Linked DNA regions of Mus musculus: regions 2 and 3 are each linked to region 1. A link is a contact called in public promoter capture Hi-C data. All regions are on one chromosome and are shown on one strand. The core of a region is the stretch at or near the end of the contact, and the rest is flanking DNA. Distances in the headings are between cores, read along the strand shown.

What was found. Promoter capture Hi-C pulls out the DNA fragments that hold promoters and counts their contacts.
Region 2: a promoter capture Hi-C map of cranial neural crest shows a contact between it and region 1. The contact joins the promoter of Rasa2 here to the promoter of Dbr1 in region 1.
Region 3: a contact with region 1 is called in a promoter capture Hi-C map of second pharyngeal arch cranial neural crest. The contact joins the promoter of Pxylp1 here to the promoter of Dbr1 in region 1. A contact is called at or near these places in 2 of 39 promoter capture datasets (pre-B cells and second pharyngeal arch cranial neural crest).

The regions. Positions count from the first base shown.
Region 1 is chr9:99,574,191-99,577,276 of GRCm38.p6, reverse strand. Dbr1 (debranching RNA lariats 1) reads right to left here and starts at 1,478. Exons shown (of 8, transcript NM_031403.3): 1 at 1,152-1,478; 2 at 577-701. The coding sequence starts at 1,348.
Region 2 is chr9:96,629,849-96,632,934 of GRCm38.p6, reverse strand. Rasa2 (RAS p21 protein activator 2) reads left to right here and starts at 1,432. Exons shown (of 24, transcript NM_053268.2): 1 at 1,432-1,571. The coding sequence starts at 1,442.
Region 3 is chr9:96,887,868-96,890,953 of GRCm38.p6, reverse strand. Pxylp1 (2-phosphoxylose phosphatase 1) reads left to right here and starts at 1,480. Exons shown (of 6, transcript NM_001289647.1): 1 at 1,480-1,595.

The DNA of each region.
Region 1 (3,086 bases), core at 229-2,728:
AGTTCAATTCCCAGCACCACATGGTGGCTTCTAACCATCTATAATGGGATCTGGTGCTCTGTAGGCACATATGCACTCAGAACACTGTATACACGGTAGATAAATAAATACATCTTGGGGTAGGGGGAGTCATGTACTTAAAAATCCACAAATGAAATAACCCAGTGGTTAGGATTTGCTTTAAGGCATCCCAGCCATCTCCCTCAGGAAAAGTTTAAACAATACTGGATATTTAAATATGGGAGTAGAACAAAGTAATAGGAGTTGAGGTTAACAAGTAAAGAAATTTATTAAACTACTCGGTATTTTTATGTATGTTTAGCATTTTCCATTATAAAGTTTAATGCAATAAGAAAAAAGCAAAGAGACTACAAAAAAAAAAACTTGTCATCATATTAGCTATTATTTAAACCTCTAGAAGAAAATGGATGTATGTTCATGACTGGCCATTTAATAACTATTTTAACTCAATTCTCATGATTATTTAAGTTAATGGCATTCACCACATGTCTTCTAGAAGCTGCCCAGCTGGTACAGATTCTGACAAGACCAAAAAAAGTGCACATAAACACATACCTAAATAATAAATATTCGGCGCTACCCAGCCACCATAGGGTAACTCTTGCAAATGGTTTGAGGCTTCATGGTTTCCTCCAATGAAGATGGTGAGAACCGGGGCCTTTTTCTCTCCAGAGTAATATCTACAACATAACGGTAATAAAGCTGTCAGGAACCAAACTAAACACAAAAAAGCAAGAGGTCAGAAGGAAAAGGCCGAGCTCAAAAACGATCAAACGGTCCCCACTATCTTCCCATCCCTGCCCTTAAGAATAAATTAAATCTTGAGTGTCGAGCACACATTCATTGAGATCAAGAACTTTGTGAAGTGCAAGTCTGGGCTTCTAGAACCCAGACTAGCACACAGCAGGTCACGGGAAAACCAGATCATTAAATCAACTAACCATCGTGTTCTAGCAAATCCAAAGTATCTAAACCTGCTGGTGTCACCCCGGGTCCCTGGGAAGAAGAGCCAGGTGTGTACAGAGAGGAGGAGGCCAGGGCCATTTCCTAAGCTCCGGGTCCAACAGACATCGCGATCTGCGGCAGCAGGACCTGGAACCCCACGCGAGGACCGGCCGCGCGCCCCTCACCTGTAGAAGGTCTGCATGTGACGGTACTTGGGCGGCACGGCCATGCAGCGCAGGTCGGCCTCGTTGCGCACCGCCTGGAAGTCGCCGCAGCACAGAAGGAGATCCACGGGTCCCGAGCCGCGCCGCTCCGCCAGCGCCAGAGTCTCGTAGATCTTGTCCAGCTCGCCGTGGCAGCAGCCGGCCACGGCCACCCTCATCGTGACGTTGGGCCGCGGAACTCAACAGCAACACCCCGGAGCACCTGCAGCCCGGGTCGCACAGCAAAGAACACCAGGCAGCCGGCCCACCCGGCTCCCGCCAACACCAACCGAGCCGCGGCTGAGTTTCGAGTCCTTTATGTAACTTCCGGCTTCCAAGTCTCGCGAGAGAGGGAACGGGAAGGGCCCGGTCAAGCCGGAGGGGGGAAACTTTGAACTTGTTTAATGGAGACCCTGTCTGTCTTCGTGATCCCTTGCGTGCTAGCAATCTAGTGGGTTACATTGTTTAAAACTAGAAAAAGAAATAAAATCTCCAAGAATAGGGATTGAATTTAGTAAAATCAAGGTAAGCAGCCGGGCGTGGTGGCGCACGCCTTTAATCCCAGCACTTGGGAGGCAGAGGCAGGCGGATTTCTGAGTTCGAGGCCTTCCTGGTCTACAAAGTGAGTTCCAGGACAGCCAAGGCTACAGAGAAACTCTGTCTCGAAAAACCAAAAAAAAAAAATCAAGGTAAGCAAGTGAGCAGGAGCGATTGAGCAATTAATTCCCTAGAGCAAATCTCTCCCTGGCAACGATGATTGCCTTAAAAATGAATTAGAAAGTAAAAAGAGGTTTTAATGATGACATTAAAATTTAAATGCAACGTTGAAGCTTACTGATTATTTTAAAACTATACACCAACCCTCCCGGGGGGAATTTCTAAAATTATTTTTGACTAAGGGGAATGGGTATTTTCCTACCAAATTGTTTGCCTAACTGTAACGCAAGATGAATGAAAGGTTAAATATCTCGAAAACTTCTGGAGAGAAAAGGTGGCGACTAATCAAGGAAGAATGAATGGCAAAGAAGAAAGCCAGTAAAGGAAATCTAATCAAGGGCATACAGTTGTAGCGCCACGAAAGTGTTAGCGATCCCCCAAAACCAGGCAGGAGCCCATCTGATGTAACTCATAGCACGGTCTTTATTCTATCCCAGCTCGCTGTGGCTCGCCACCAACACACAGCACAGTTTTTGGTGTACCCCGAATGTCAGTGGGGACAAGACTTTATAGAAAGCTACAAGCAGAGGGTGGGATGTGGTAGTGGTGGTAGTTAAGCATCTAATTCGAGAGCTACCATGGCCTTTAACACAATTGGCTGGTGCTGGGAGTCATATCATAAACTTAATTTCTGCTTCCCTCTGCATTAGTGGTCGTTAGGCAGGGGGTGGCCTCGTAACCTGGGGGTGCAGATATGTTGGGGTAATAACCTGGGGACGCTGGTCTTGTTGAGGGGTAACTTGGAAACTAGTGTTATGTTGGTTAGTTTGTCTGAGTTCAAACTTTGGCCAGGTTCTCTAAAATGGAGTCTGAACTTACAAGATTTGGCCTCTCAACAGAGAAGTATACATTTAAACAACTGAAAAATTTAATCAGTTAAATACAATCTAGGCTGGGGGCGTGGCAGGGGGAGGGAGGGGATGGTGGCTCTGCCTTTAATCCTTGTATTCCAGAAATAAGCAAGCAGATCCCTGGCCAGTGTGGTCAGCATGGTCTATAAAGTGAATTAAGACAGCTGGGGCTAGCCGGGCGTGGTGGTGCTCGCCTTTAATCCCATTACTCGGGAGTTTGAGGCCAGCCTGGTCTACAAAGTGAGTTCCAGGACAGCCAGGGCTACACAGAGAAATCCTGTCTCGAAAAACAAAACAAACAAAAAAATTTGACAGCTGGGACTGATGCATGGAGAAGCCCTGTCCCATA
Region 2 (3,086 bases), core at 183-2,682, 2.9 Mb after region 1:
TCCAGGGGATTGGAGGGGAAGAAAGCCAGCTGGGAGGAGAGGAAGGGGGTGCAGGGGATGTGGACGGCGATGAAGAGGGTATTGAATACTATGCATACATTAAACATGTGTATGAAAACGGTATCACACCATGACTGTGTATAAGTAAGACATACCAATAAAGCATTAAACGTTTTAAAATAGAAAAAGCCAGTCTCTGGCCTGTGGTGTGTGAGCTCTGATTTGGAAAGAAAGGGAAATACCATTTGGAGTTTCTGTTTGAAACAACAAAATGCCTGGAAGGAGAGGTAAGCTCACTTTCTCCAAGGCTGTATGGTACAGGACAAGGGGCACCCTCATGCATCACCAGCTGGACTGGAAGTATTGCTCGGTAGCCTAAGACATCCAGCAAGCTTAGGTCACTCCGTCTGCCTGACTGGCCTTGGCACAAGTGGCTTCTGGGCTTGCTTGTCGTCTGTTCACTCTTCCCAGGCAGGCTCTCCTTGACTCTGTTTCCACAACTTGCTTCTTCTCTCTGTGTGCCCTTCCAGGTTGAGGTGCTCATGGTCTTGGCGCCTTCTGCCCCGTCTTTTTGCCCTAGGGCCATTCCTATATGTCTGAAAACATTCCTTGACTGGCTGACTCTAGCACCTGGCAAAGAACAACCCTGCTCTATTAAATCAGTTTCTTCCTTCTTAGGGCAGCGCAGTTAAACCTCAGGACCAGGAAATCATCCCTCTCCTCACATACCAGGGTGTTATCCACACAGTTTACTCACTGTAAATAGTTCCCTTAAGATAGTGGCAACAACTAGTTGAAGATTTACAAACTTCCCAGGGCCAATCTACTTTCTAAAAAGCCTGCTTCTGGGAGTGGGAAAGAGGTCACCGTTCCGATTCTGAAATGCAAAACTGGTGATAAACTCAAAATTTCTCTGGGTCTCAGACAGGACTGGACGGAGTCTGTGGTCCTTTTCTTGACCCAACTTTTTGCAGAGCAATGTTCCCAGAGCAAAGGTTGAGTATGTGGTTTGTCCCCCACGTGCCGCACTGCGGGAGCATCTAGACACCGCTGGAAGAGTCTCTAATACATCTCTTGACGTTTGCCAAAATGCCAAACTTTTTCCTGGAACCTGGAGTCATTCTGACTGGGGACTTTTCTTTTCCTTGAGCATCTGGGGACCTAGAGGTCCGTTCGTGGGGGACGTCCAATTCTCAGGGTTCTGGGGATCACAGCAGGGCCAGGGTTTTCCTCCTTGTGGGGGTTTCAGAGCGCCTCTCGCGACTTGCCCAGGGAGGCAAGGCGAGGCGGATGCAGGGCGGGCACGGCGCGAGGGGCGGGGCGAGTCAGCCCGAGGCCGAGGCGGGGCTACAGCGAGGCTCGATCCGGCCTAGGCCTCGCTCCGGCTCCGCCTTGCCCGGCTACGCAGGCGGTAGGGCTGGGGTAGGGGCCGGGCGGCACCATGGCGGCGGCAGCGCCTGCTGCGGCGGCTTCTCCCGAGGCGCCGGCCGTCTCGGGCAGCGCAGACCCGGAGACGGGAGACGAGGACAGTCGTGAGGTCCGAGTGCTGCAGAGCCTGCGCGGCAGGATCTGTAAGCGGGGCCGGGGCTGAGGGGACCCCCGGGGCGGCGCGGAGGGTGGGCGGCGGGCACGCGCGGGGGTGGCGGCACCGGCGGCCGCCCGGGACTGGTGAGACTGGATGGGGGTGTGTTGGGGGGAGGCGCCGCGTCGACCGACTGCCCGGCGCGGGTCGGGGCTCCCCCTCGGAGCGAGCGGGGTGAGGACCTGCACGCGCGGACCGGACCGGCGCGGCGCGAGGGGCGCTGCCTGGAGCGCGGCCTGGACGCGGGAGCCCGGGGCGCGGCCGGGGGCGCGCGGAGTTTCCGGCCTCCCTCCGACGCAGGCCTGCGGGCGGCCGCGGACGACGGGAGCGGCCCGAGGTGGGAGCCCCGTGGTAATTACAAGGGAGGCGCGGCTGGAGGAGGGAGGGAGGCCGGCTGCGGCGGGGCGGGGCCGGGCCGGGCCGGGCCGGGCGGCGGGCTGAGGAGGGGGTGTGAGCTCCCTGGGGCTCCTCTGCCAGTGCGAGGTTGAGGCGGGCGCTGGGGACTGCGGGAGCCGGTGGCGGGGGCTCCGGTGGGCGAGGCTGCGCGGGCGAGCGGGGCGCCCGGGGAGCTCGGGCGGGACACCTGTGCCCGCCCCACCTTGCCGCGGCGGGGACTTGAATCGAGAGCCGGCGTGACTGACGGTGACTTGGGGCAGGATGTAGTGGCTTCCTGTGAGCAGGTCTCAAAACTCAGTCATCCAGTCCGCGCTCAACCCACTTGATTCTCTCCCGTGCATTTGTGAGAGCCGCACCGATGAGTGTAGACTCTTACTCAGAGACGGGCCAGTTCGTTTGTCATTGCTATCCTTCCTCTTTAAAACGACCCTTTGATATTAGATCGACTTCCCCCAGCTTATTGAGATGGTCCCTTTTCACTGTATGACTGGCGAATCAGTAGAGTTTATTGTTACTTTAGTTGAAAACCTTTTTTAATTCAGATTATTTTATCCCCAGAATGAAATCGGTCTCCTAAATAATGCCTGGCTATAAGAGATATTTTATATGTTGAAAATTCAATTGTGTTAGAATGGCTGATACTGCTCTTTCTTTGGCAGAGTATAAACTTTAATTCTTAAATCTCGATGCTTCTTTTGGATTCTCCCACTTGAGTTTTTGATGTTACTCCCCTTTCAAGGATTTGGAATTTTATTAAAACCCCAGGAGCAAGCATGTTAAATGTTACTTTTCAATTCCCTGACGTCATCCTGGGACTCCCAATTCAGACACTTTTAAGTATTAAAACTTGGGAAATTACACCAGAGCAGTGGGTGTTTTGTGCGTCTTAAGTTCCCAGTATTTTAAGTTACTTTCTTAGGGTGTAAACTTTTCACAAATTAGCTTTCTTACAGTTAATATTTGCATGTATGTAATGTTTGGGAAAAGCCAAATACACTAGAATTTTCTTCCCCTACTAATTAGGTTTTTCAAATTTTTACTACTTTATATTTTTCTGTGACTTGATGCTAGACACTGTTGAAGCCTTGCGAATCTATAAAAGCAGATT
Region 3 (3,086 bases), core at 231-2,730, 2.7 Mb after region 1:
TGGTGGAGGCAGAGTTGCGAGCCTGCGTCGGCTGGAGACTCCCGTGTTCCTGAAAGGGTAGTAGACTTGAGAGAAAGCAAAGCTGAGCATCTGGGGTCAAGTTCCAGGCCTGAAGCTGACAAGCCCTGCCCTAACCCCCTTTTCTGATGTATGTATGTATGTATGTATGTATGTATGTATGTATGTATGTATGTATGTATTTTGCTTTGGGCTAGTGTGGATGGAGTTGTCTGTCATCTGCAGCCTGTGTGACTTGTGAAGGAGTGGAACTTGGAATTAGAGCAGAACTGTCAAGAGTCCGTGGCGAGAAGGAAGAGTCTGTGTTGGATAGGATGCCTGGACTGTGGTGGTCCTTGAGGGCCAGCCCAAGTAGGAATTTAACGGGGAGTGAGATTTCATGCTCACGTATTGGAGAAAGCTGTCGCTAGTACTGAAGGGATAAGCAGGCTGAAGGTGGTGTTGAGCCTGGGTAATTGGGTGAGAGGGATAGTAACTAGTGTCCTCAGGCAAGTGCCAGCTGGCCATCAAGGCATTGAACAGAGAAGGCATTCCAGATGGCTGGACCATGGGGGTAAATGGAATGCAGGCTAGGGAAGTAGAATCTAGCTGATTTGAGGGGAGAAATTGGAGGTAAAAATATGGATAAAATATAAAGTGTTTTGATTTAGTCACTATCGAATGAGTTAGGGAAAATCAAGTGATGCGCTACCCTCAAAACCGCACCTCTTTTGCAGTTGAGAGAGGCACAAGGGTGTCACTGTAGTCCCAGAACTGACAACAAAGGCAATCTCACAATTGTGGTTGGTGAGATCCTTTTTTACAGCATTTGAAACAACAACAACAAAAGACCCACAAACACAGCTTTATAGAACGAGTGCTGCGCGGGTCTTTGGCTGGCAGCCCTGGGGTCATGCAGAAACGCCCCCGTGACACAGCCACGACCTCTCAAGGGTGGATGCCTGCAGGCCTTTAGGGACAAAACTACTGCCAGGTCTAGAGTAGACACAGGCCGGATGTGGCCCGCGCCGGAAGAGAAGCGCGGGACAGGCGCTTGGGTGGAGGTGGCACGGTGGCTAGGATATGCCAGTTTTGAGTCCACGAGGCACCGCAGGACCCACATCCGCAGCTAGATCCGCGGCGCGGAGTTAGGCACGCAGTCACAAAGCACCCTAGCCAAGGCTGGGACGGGTCCAGGGCAGTGTCCTGGGGCCATGGCACCCTCCCGGGTCCTAAGTCCGGCATAGGGAGGAGCATAGGCCCTGTGCGCTCCGAGTGCGCGCGCTTTCCCGGACCCGGACGGCGCGACCGGAGCCTGTCTGGATGACTGTTTGGACACTCCAGGCCATGTGTGCCTCCAAGGCCCGGGATGCGGGTCGCCGCAGCCTGCTGGTCCCGCACGGCCGCCTGCGGGGCGGAGCTCCAGGGCGCCCTGAGCGCGTCGGGCCGGGCAGGGACCCGGCGGTCCCGGTAGGGGGCGCTGCGGAACCCCGAGTTTGGCGGCCTGCGCGCGCCACCGCCGCCTGCACTCCCGCCAGGAGGAGCTGGCTGCGGGTGGAGATCCCTACGCACAGCGACGGAGGCCGGGACCGTAGGCGGTGAGTGTGGTGCGCGCCGGGTCCCAGCGGTTGTGAGGCTTCTCGCAAGGCGGGCTTGTGTCTAGGGTCTTGGGGGGCGACCCCGGAGAGGTGTCCGCGATGCCAAGATCCGGAGGCAGGGGCGGGCTTCCAAGCAGCGGGTGTGAGCCCTGCCACCAAGCTCTTTCCCTTATCTACGCGCTCCCCAGTTGCCACCTCTCCCCATACCCTCCCCGCGTTGGAGAGGGGTCCCTGCCCTCCGATCCGTCTCCCCTTTCTCAGCCCTGCACCCTAGAAGCCTGCCCGCACACCCCCTTTTCTCCCTCAAGCCCTCCCACGCCTACCTCCTCCTGGTTGCCTGCCGCTCGCCTCTCCCTCCCAGCTCTGCTCCTACGGTCCCCGCCGCCACCCCAGCGGGGTCCCATTCTGCCTAGGCGCTCCTGCTGAACGACTCAGCGGGAATCTGAGCTCCGGGGTCCCCCTTCTCCCGGCTGTCCCATAGCTGCAGTGTCCAGGTAAAAAGGGGCTGCAACTTCAGGGCCTGCCCCGGGGGTGGGGCTGGTGCTTCGCCAGCTACCTGCTGCCTGCGGCGCAGGAACCCTGGGCCCAGCCCAGGGCCACTTCACGCGTGCAGGTTATGCTTGCTCAGTGTTCTGTTTAGGACAGTGTGGTTACTTCTTTGCTTGCTTTTGCTTGGTGAACTTGGATAGGTTGCGATTTCTTAAAAAGAAGCCGGCTTTGCTACCCACAAATATGGAGCAGGTTTTCTTTGCTGCTGTGACTGGCTGTCAGTAGTACCTGTGGATCGGGGAAGATTTAGCTATGCTGGGGAAATGGAGCCACATCCCCACTCTCTCACCACAGCTCTGGGAACGTAACTGTCCCCTCTAGGGTGGGCCCGTGTCTTTGTGGAAAGGCAAGGATGCTTCCTAAACATTCAACAGGTAAAAACCAGTTAGGAATCTGGATCAGATCTGGTGTGGATAGGGAAATGTGGGATGAGTGAGTGATCAAGGAGGGGCTCTGGGAGAGTTCCATGGCTTAGGGACATTTGTTGCTCTTTGCGGCAAGTCCCAGGCTGGACCCTGACTATGGACTAGACAGTGATGAGCCCAGCCTACCCTCTGGAACTGTCGGTCGGGCTTGGCACCAGCCCCCTCCTCAGAGGTGTTGGTGCCCTGTGGTGACATCTGTGGGAAGAGGATTTAAAGCAGATGGCTTGGAAAGCCTCATGGTCCCCGGAGAGAAGTGGAGATGGCATGGTGACAGCCCAGCGTGTGCGTTCACCCCTTCCCTTCTGGGGTCTTTCATTAAATCTTAGATTAAATTAATTGCCTAGTCAGAGAAAGAACATATAAAGGGTATTTCTCTTTTAGGATTGGCTCTGGGCCAGCCTGCCCTCACAGATACCTTGGGAGGCTGCAGATGGGAACCCGTGGCAGCGTGGACCGCCTGGAGCACAGCACTCTGGGCTGTAGGACTGCCCTGTCTCTGTGGTTTCTCTTTGATGGC